Linked DNA regions of Gossypium hirsutum: region 1 is linked to region 2. Evidence: chromatin contacts called from public Hi-C data. All regions are on one chromosome and are shown on one strand. Each heading gives the region's core, a stretch centred on a gene start, on an enhancer-like site or on the middle of the called end of the contact. The rest is flanking DNA. Distances are from core to core; before and after follow the strand shown. Region 1 holds the start of LOC107903693. Region 2 holds the start of LOC107903697 (NLR family CARD domain-containing protein 3).

The links. Hi-C and Micro-C count contacts between places; a contact is called where the count stands out from the background.
Region 1: a Hi-C map of leaf shows a contact between it and region 2, with 5 times the contacts expected there. The contact joins the promoter of LOC107903693 here to the promoter of LOC107903697 in region 2. A contact is called at or near these places in 24 of 34 Hi-C or Micro-C datasets (anther, callus, fibers and 4 more).

The regions. Positions count from the first base shown.
Region 1 is chrD05:48,005,466-48,010,652 of Gossypium_hirsutum_v2.1, forward strand. It overlaps LOC107903693, which reads right to left and starts at 1,592. Exons shown (of 7, transcript XM_016829836.2): 1 at 951-1,592; 2 at 354-494; 3 at 1-267. The coding sequence starts at 1,277. It overlaps LOC107903691 (probable galacturonosyltransferase-like 9), which reads right to left. Exons shown (of 1, transcript XM_016829835.2): 1 at 2,725-5,187. The coding sequence starts at 3,958. The coding sequence ends at 2,861.
Region 2 is chrD05:47,763,402-47,768,153 of Gossypium_hirsutum_v2.1, forward strand. LOC107903697 (NLR family CARD domain-containing protein 3) reads right to left here and starts at 1,347. Exons shown (of 19, transcript XR_001685898.2): 1 at 1,094-1,347; 2 at 737-983; 3 at 68-280. LOC107903696 (a long non-coding RNA gene) reads left to right here and starts at 1,723. Exons shown (of 5, transcript XR_001685893.2): 1 at 1,723-2,394; 2 at 2,547-2,615; 3 at 2,689-3,059; 4 at 3,183-3,285.

The sequences.
Region 1 (5,187 bases), core at 342-2,841, 240 kb after region 2:
TTCTAATGTCTCAAATCCTCCCCACCTACCACGGATCTTTGACACAGCCAAAAAGTCACCAGAATGCACATCTTCTGGATTTACCACTGTGCGCCATGGCTTAGGACGCTTTTCAAATGAAGCACCCATGTGTGTTTTCAAAAAAGCGAGATTGGCTTTCTGACCCCAGACAGTATTTGAAAACAGAGGCAATACATCAACTAAAGAAAGCAATGTGCCAAGCATTCCAGATGGCATTAGAAATACTGAGATTCCATGCTCCTTTACCTGTAAAAAAATATAATCAGACTGTCATTTCCATGCATTAAACAAGTTTTCAGCAATACTCAAAGACCAACTTAATCGAAACATACATATTCCAATTCAGCAGCTTCTTCCCAAGAATCAAATTTCAATGTGTGCTCTCGAGCAGAAAAGTAGTAATCCCAAGTAATCCTATAAGGTGTTGCAAAGACATAAAGATCCATACAAGTCCAGCTGTGCGCTTCAGATGTCTGTAAAAGAAAATTTTTACAGTTCAAGCGAAAATCAGAAAGCCAAAATTAACCATAGTATGTAAAATAATCACCCTCGTCTCTGAACCAAGACTAAAGAGAAGAGATACCGACCAGAATTTCAATTTGGGGTTTTTAGTCTACTAAGGAAAATTAAAGGATTTCAAGTTTAAATAAACAACTTAAAGTTGCTAAAACTTATTCAAATACCAGCACCTATAGTCTACTAAACATAAACAAGTAGCCTTAAATAAACTCCATAACTCATAACTAGGAAGAAACACAAAGGAAATTGATTCAAGTGAATATTCTAAAGCAACTAAACTAAATGTAATTAAACTCAAACAACAACAATAAACTGAGGATTAATGACACGAAAATAAGTAACTAACTTGTCAATAAAGAGGCTTCAATTACAGCCACGGTCATAATGATCAACAGGTCAAAAATACGAACCGTGAGGTGAAGCACACCACCGCCCAATCCCGAATCGTCGCGATCGCTATTGGTGAACTCGAGACGAGCCTCGTTTCCATGAAAGCAAGATCCTTTCCAATCAATTGAGCCATTGTTCGGGGTCACGGAGCCGACAAAAGCCGGCAACAAGTCAACGGCGGAATGAAGAGTGTTCAAGACCGGCCAAGATACCTGGTGCGGAAGCACCGGGAGAACATCACTGACCCTAAAGGGGACTTTGAAAGCTTGACCGAAATCAACGCCAAACCCTAACCCTAAAACACAGAAAAATAAGGATAAGAGGAAAGGATTGAAGAATCGAGGCATGGGAAAGAAAGAAGGGATGATGGGGATGGGGTTGGGGTTGGGGTTGGGATTGGGATTGGGATTGGGATTGAGGATGGCAGAGAGATAGAGAGATGAAATTTGCCCTAAAATTTGAGAGCCATTAGAGTTGGATATTGAGGGAGAAAGGTCCGTTTTGGTGGTTGGGGGAATTATTGAGGTAGCATTTTAACTTTGACTTTTGTTTTGGTTGACGACGATGAGGAATAAGGAGAAACGGGATCCGTTTCGTTTTACCCACGGTTTTACGCTAACGTGGCGAAAGGATATAAGAACCTTTACAAACAATAACAAAATATCCTAAATCGATTTCCAAACGGAATTTTCATTATTTGTTTTTTTCTTCTTTTTGCCGTTTCCTATTTCCAGCCTGAAAATACGAATTTTGAGCATTATCTCAACTTTTCTTTATACTATTTTTTATAATTAATTGCAATTAGATTGATTTTATTTATTAATAAAAAACATATTAGGATAATTTTTTATTTATGAAAATATGAATATCATTATCAAAAATCTATGCTTACATAAAAAGTCTTAAGTGTAATGAGTGAAAGGTTAAGATAGGTCGAGTAACTTGTCCAAGTCCGAAGATTTTTTCGAAAAGTTAAGAGGTAGGTTTGAAAAATTAGTTTGACAAAAAAAAAAGCTCATTTCTAAATGCGACAGATCTCGAGCAAAATTTTTTGGCTCAAATCCGACCCCATTCGAATCACATGGATATATTTTTTGTAATTTTAATTTGTTGAAAAAGATTTATTTTAATATTTTTAAAATTTTTAGTGTTTTATATTTTTTTAATTTCATTTTTATATAAAAAAATTATTACGGTCGGATCGGGTCGAGTCGAATTCGGATTTAACATTTTTAATATAAATCGGATATAAATAAAATTTTAAGCTTATTTTTTAGACCGAATCTATTGAACTTAGACCTAAAAAATAAGCCTAAAATTTTGCATCAACCCTAGTTAGAATCATAATTATTAAACCAAAAACTAGTACTACCGCCATTCCTAAGTCCTTGGTTTTACTAGAGTCAATATGTTTGGCTTTCATTCCCTTCAATTTGTTCTGATATCCCAATTAACTTTGCAAATATTGTTTGGTAATTTGTATTGATTGTGTCAATATCTTATTGCCTGAAAAAAAAAAGATTTATTGAGATTTAGGAGGCCGGACTAGTAGATGAAGATGGGTTCAATCACATTGACTCGTTTCTTGAAATACCCAAACTGAAATCCATATGACTATTCCATCTTCCCCAGCGCATTAGGGTCCGTGCAAACCTATTAGCCTCCCATCTGTACCTAATTTTCCAAGAAACCATTCATTCGATGAAATCCAAGAAAGGAAATGCTTTGAATTAGAAAAGCTCTGATTTTCTTCAATTTTCCTTTTCACCCAAGAAAAGCTGCAGGAAATTGAAATTCAGAAATCCGAGAAAAATTCAAAGGGAAACTAAGGAGGTAGGGTTATTCATCTCTCGCTCAGTTCGATTATGTACAACAAACAAATATAAATCACGAAAATCACCATTGTTTCTAGAAGTGAAAAAATGAGAAATCAAAACAAATAACTGGGGTATTCAAAGAAATTGGCAAAAGCAGAAGGAAAAGATTGGTGTTTGATTAAATTCCCTTTGTAAAGATCATAGGATTCCCAAATATGATCAAGAGGGCATGGGCTTCCACCATCCAGTCGAACCCATGGCTTCCCTTTCCCACTCCAATGCAACAAGCTGACCGGACCCGGATGCAACGAACGACATGAACCTCGTATATTGTCCCCTCCAAGCCCATGTTGGTTCCATCTATGATCAATGCCTTCTACATTCCCAGCAAATACCAGCAAATAGGGTGGCAATGAGCCCAACTCGTATATCTTTTTTTTCCTTTGTATTTCCATCCAATTCTCTATTCTTTTCCTGTAATTCCCTTCTCTCCAACGCACTAAATCCATTAACATTACTCCCGTGTTGAAATAACACGGCTTTCTCGACCGGAAAACCCGGGATATTACCGGGTCCGACCAAAACCCGGCAGTGAAATACTTGGTGAAGTTTGCATGGCAGTATTCGGGTGCGCCGATGACTCGAGAATTGGTCAACGTTGTGTTCCAGAGTTTGAGGATGTCATCGACGAGGACCAGGTCTGAGTCGAGATAAATGACTCGGCCTACTTGGAGATCCAACATGTCCCCGAGGTAGTTCCGAGCGTAGTTCAGCGGGTTCTCGAGGGCTTGCCGGATTGAAGAAGAGATCAAGTTGATCACTGTGTCTTCACGGAAGATGTAGATTCTGAAGTTGAGTGAAGGGAATGTGGAGCGAACGAGTTTGCTCAAGACTCTTGGACTCGCGGGGTCGAACTCGGCGGCAATGAAGTGAAAGAAGATGTTTTCAGGACACGAAGCGTGGCGGACGACGGAGTGGACGGCGGCGATCGAACCACGCAAGTATTCAAAGTCTAAAGTCATTGCCACTTGGACTAAATTGCGGTCGCCGGAGGAAACCGGACACTCCACTCCGTTACGGTAATACGGTGCCTCCGGAAACCGGAACCCCAACCCATCTCCTCCGACTGTGGTCCGAATAGCAAGACAAAACGATGCCGTGAGCAAGAAATGAAGAAGTAAAAGGGCGGCCGCATATAAAATAAAACGCATTATTCTTTAAAAAAGAAAAAACCCAAGAAAAAGAGAGACCGTTTCTTTCTCAACTTTCAGTCGAAAAATAAGAAGATTATGGTCTTCGGCTTCATTGTAAGCGAAAACGCAGCTTATTGAAGGATCATTATTATTACCCAAAAGGAGTGTTTGGATTTTTTTCCTGCACAAGGGTTGGGTCTTTTGTGTTTTAAATGACAAATGCGGAAACTGGTGATGGAAGCAAAGAATGGGATGTTGCACCATCGGAGATTTCTTCAAATATCCTTTTTTATGCTTTGTTTCGGAATATGTAGATTTGGGCAAATATTTTTCATTCTTTTTTTAAATCAAGATTCTGTTGGTTGGGACGTTGATGGCCTTTTAAAATGAGATAATTTTTTTAACAAACGTTTTTTTTCCCTCTTCCATTCTGTTATCCTTCAAGTGTTCATATATCTGCATTTTGCTAAATGGGACCTCCCCCCGTCAACCTAAAAGCAAGGAGGTTGGGGTTAATCAAGCCGTTTTAGTTCAAAAAGGATACTTGGCGCCAACAGGATTCCCTTTCAGTAAAACCCAAACTGAGCCGTTCGATCTTTGCATAAAGAGGTCTAGAGTGGCAGGCAGCTATGGAATGGGGTTCAGGCAAAGTACACACTTATCATTTCTTACACACCTACGCTCAAGCAGTCAAGCTTCCTCTTTCTCTGTGGAAATTAAGCCTTCCTTTATATTTAAACACAACACAGTGCGTTGAAACGTTTCACCGTGTTAGAGCTGACCGGAACTTTTAGCACCAGTGGAGATAAAGCTGTCCAGTGCAGCAAAAACGTCTCACTGTGCTGGAAGCAAGACATCCAAACAGCCAAGCAATTCACTGTGGTGCAGTAAAATTGAAAATTAAGGTAAAAATTTTCAACGCATTGTGTTGTGCTTAAATCCAAAGGAAGCCTAAGTAATAAAACGCATTGTGATGTGTTTGAATCCAAAGGAAGCCTAAGTAATAACTATCTTCCCAGTAAAGACTAGGATATATTAATACTAGATGTGCTGTGCCAACAGAGCTGTGAGACCTATGATCACATTCACATGTTCACGGACCGCATCTTTGCCCAGCTTGTTTGGTGCGCTGCTAAATTAGAACTTGGGATTGATGGTTTCTCCATATTCCAAAATTGGATCCCATGAGAACAATTTTTCGACTAGCTACTGGCCTGTATTCAAATCCGTCGAGGAGTTAGTGACCA
Region 2 (4,752 bases), core at 97-2,596:
AAGTGAATAGGATTAAAATAGGTGCTTCACTTTATCTATGGAAATAGTCTAAAATCAGTCAGCATACCTGACATATCAACACTGCTGAATGCCCTAAGTTCCTTGGCAAACTCATTGAGTGTCAGCTTTGACTGTCTATCAATCTTAGCAGTAACACCTGACAATAGATTTGTTCCTGGGGCAAAAGACCACTTCACTCCTTGTGAAGGAGATTTATTTTCAACAGATGAAGACCTAGATGGCTTCGGCATAAGGAGTTTCTCCACCAATTTCCATAAAACTGTCAGCTGAAGACATCAATTAGGGTACATATAGGATAAACATAACAAAGAATATGTGCTGCACTCGTGTAAACATTCCATACAAAGCCTAACGCATCCCCAATAAAAGGAAAAGAAAGATTCCAAAATGCCATTCATATGCCTAGCGCAACAGAAAGAAATAGTAAGGTATAAGAACTGACAACACGTTGGCTTAAAGACTAAAATAAATGCTAAAGTCGGATTAAAAATCAAATGCCATTAACAAATGTAATGCTTATAGCTATGGCCTGAGTAAGCAATCAAGAAAAACCAGAGCGCTAGTAAATTTTCATTGTGCTCAACCAAATTGGGGAATTTCAACAACCTCATCAAAATTATTGACGAAACTCATGAATTTATAAATAGGAATGCAATCAGTTACATTATTCCAAATTCACCATCCACTAGAGAAGAAGAGAAACGGAAATCCATACCAAAAGTAGCGGCGATAAAAACGCCAGCGGGCGCCACAAAGGTTGCAATCTGCTTCGGAGCACTACTGAGAGGCTGCTTCGCCTGCGACTGTCTGTAAACACGCCGCCTCGCGCCTCCCTCCGCACCGTACGCTGCCGCTACCACCAATCTCTTGGACCTGGAGTAACGTCTCCTAGTAATAAACCAAGCGGAATCATGACCAAGACAGCGGCCGTGGTCCGAAGCCAACGCTTGAAGGCCAAGCCTCTGCTTCATCGGAAGAACCAGAGAATAACGAAACATATAAACAAATAGAGTGAGCTTCACCTTTCGAGAGACCGAAGAGATTTCGAAAAAGAGTGAGCGCGTGTAATTACCTTGGGATGAGAGTATAGAGGGAGAGTGGAAGTGAGGGCCATGGAAGTGGAGGTTAAATGCGCATAAGGGTAGAGAGGCTGCTATCTTGCACCTACCGGTTGGACTTCACAGTTTACAGAGAAGAAGGAGAAGGGATAGGAGCGGCGAACAGAGCGACAGTATCTCCAGAATGTTGTCTAATTATAAAACCAAAAAACTAAAAATAAAAGCATATGGACTTTGCAAAGTTTGCATTCAACAAACAAGACTTTGCGGGTTGGGTTTATCTTGATCCCTATAAGAATTTGATGATGATCTGTCCGGGCCAGGCCGGCTTAAGCAATTTTAATAATTCTCTCAATAATTTTTTTATTTTATATAATAACTGGGTGTCATTTATATATATTTATTTAGATTTTCTAAAAATTGATAAAATTATATATCTATTTTTTAAATTAAATAATAAAATCATACATATTTTATGATCATTTTTAAATTTGATCAAATAATTAGAAACATTTTTTTTTGAAAATAAGACTGGGGTTTTATTGAGATAGAAAAAAAAACTAACAGGCGGCCCAATCAATGGCCCAAAGATATGTCAAAGAAAACTAAATTGAAAACTATCCAACTTCTTTCTAACTAAACGGAACTAGAGAAACAATAAATGAAATTAAAAAAACAATTCAAAACCTAACCCAGTCAAATCAAACACAGCTGGACTCCAAAAATATCAATTGAATCGTCATTTCCAAAGCTCCTAACGTTCCATCGACAGCAGTCCCCAAGGCATTAATACTTCACTCTGCTATCTATTTTGATTTCTTCTTCTGTGAATCAAATCTTCAATCTAGATTTCTTGGCCAAATTTCTACCGAGGCAAAATTATGGCGATCCAGTTCTTCTCCCCTCAGATAAGTAGTCTCTCCTTTTTCAAGCGCATTTTTTGCTAATCTGTGAGCATATGAGTTCTTTGATCTATGAATATACTAAAAAATGAGTTCTTGAAAATCAGATTTCTTGCTCTGAATATCTCTGATAATGGCTCCGATTGCTGATTTGTCTGTGGTAGTCTCCTGACATTTCCTTATTACTGTTCTTGAATCCCCCATAAGTTTTACTGAGTGGGTTCTTAGTGAAATCCCTAGCTTTGTACCATCTAAACATGCATATGCCTCTGCCGCAAAAGGAGAAGGAACATTGCTATGAATAACTGTCTTTAACACTGTTAAGTTTCCCCTCAGATTCCATCCTACCAGGTCGGAAGCTGATCTGAAAGTTTTGTTGTCGTACACAGCATCAAAAAGGATCCTGACTCTCGGTATGTCCTCTTGTACTCCATAGCTTCTGCATATACTCTCATTATTCTTTAAAGCTTTTAATCATTCCTGTTCTGCCATGTATCTTTAAATATTAAGTACTAAAGCCCTTCCTGTTGTGTTTTTCCTCTCGTGAATATATTGATTTCTGGAGAACCATATCCACCACAACGCATAACAGAAAAGAAGACATTGACAGCTGTTACTCCTCTTGAAAACCCAGGTTAGCCACTCCCACATAGATTGACTCGTATTATTCATAATCCATGAGAAATTTAACAGATACCATACTTCAGTTGTCATAGGGCAATCTCGAAAGACGTGGAGGCTTCCTTCAACTTCAGATCTGCATTGGGGACATCTGTCATTTGTAACAACTCTCCTGATTCTGAAATTAGCAAAGTTTGGAATAAAATCCCAAGAGATCCACCAGATTGTAAATGCAATTTTTGATGGTATCTATAGGCTCCAAAGTTTCTTGTAAAATTCTTTTGTTTCGGTCTGTAATAAATAGTTTCTAGGATCTAGATTAGCATCTTGTAATAGTTTATAAGCTCTGCAGACCGAAAACTCACCAGATAATTCTCCTTTCCAAACCTGGAAATCCTTATGCTCAATCTCTGTGAAGGGAATCTGAAGAATTTTCTGAGCAATGTCCTCTTGAAAGGTATTATTAACCAATTCCAATTTCCATTCTCTGTTTGATTAATCAATAAGGTCCGAAACTAACCCAATTTCACCTCTGTTTGTTCTGTTATGTGTATCAATTTTGTCAACCCCCTGAATCCAGCAATCTTTCCATATCGAGATTTTATCCCCTCTGCCCACTCTCCAACACATCCCTTTTTGGAGAAGACCCTTTGCAGCCCAGATACTTTTCCAAGTAAAAGAAGGTAAATTTCCCAGCTTCGCAGTTAAGAAACTAGAGTACGGGTAATACTTTGCTTTTAAGATTTTGGCTAAAAAAGAATTTGGGTAATTAATGAGACGCCAACCTTGCTTCGCTAATAACACTATTAAATTGACCAAAATTTCGAAAGCCCATCCCACCATTTTCTTTTAATGAAGAGAGATTTTTCCAAGTGCACCAATGTATTCCTCTTCTGCCTTTTCCTTTCTGCCACCAGAATTTAGCAACAATACTTTCCAACTCATCACATAGAGTTCTAGGAAATAGAAAACAAGCCATCGAATAGGTTGGAATAACCTGTAGAATTGCCTTTACATAAACTTATTTACCTCATTGTGATAGAAATATATTGCTCCAATTGTCGATGCATTTTTTGAACCGGTCCTTCAGACCTTGAAAAGCTTCCTTCTTCCTTTGACCCACCATATTGGGTAACCCCAAATATCTTTATGGTTCACTAGACCTTCGGACCCCCATCAAATTTACAATCTGTCTTCTATCCTCTTCCAACGTGTTTTTGCTAAAAAATACTGAAGATTTTTCAAAGTTTACACACAGTCCCGACTGAATTTTGTATTCATCCAGAATTTCCTCGAAGATGTTGCCACTCCCGCTTGTTGCTTCTCCAAACAAAATGCAATCATCGGCAAATAAAATATGGGAAACCTGTGGCCCATTCCTACTAACCCTCACTCCCTTTAAGGTGCCTCTTCTCATTGCTTGTCTCAGTAAGCTCGATAAGCCCTCACCGCATAAAAGAAATAAAAATGGGCTAAACCTTGTCTCAGTCCTCTGGTGGGCAAAAATTTTTCCCTGCAATGTCCATTGATAACTACAGAGTAGGAAACGGTAGAAACACATTTCATTATGGCCCTTACCCATTTAAGATCAAACCCCATTCTTATCATGAGTTCTTCTATAAAACTTAATTCAACCCTGTCATGAGCTTTATTCATATCAAGTTTAACGGCCATAAATCTTTTTTTACCCAGTCTCTTCTGTTTTAATTTATGTAGTACTTCATATGCTAGCATCACATTGTCTGAGATTAACCAACTAGGCACAAAAGCACTTTGTGCCTCATCGATACATTTTTCTATAACGTTTCAAAGTTTACTAGCTATTACCTTCGCAATAATTTTATAAAGTACATTGCAAAGACTAATCGGCCTATATTGTGTCATTGTCAAGGGATTATTAACTTTGGGTATAAGAACAATATTTGTAGAATTAATTTGACTAACCTCCATATCTCCGTTCAATATCTAGGAGCAAAAGGATATGACGTCTACTCCCAAAATCTGCCAACATTTCTGGTAAAATACTGCTGGAAATCCATCCTACCCTGGAGCCTTCCTTGGTCCCATATCAAAAATTGCTTCCTTGATTTCCTCCCTTGTATATGGTGCTGTAAGATTTTGATTGCCTTCTACTTGAATACATCGTTCAA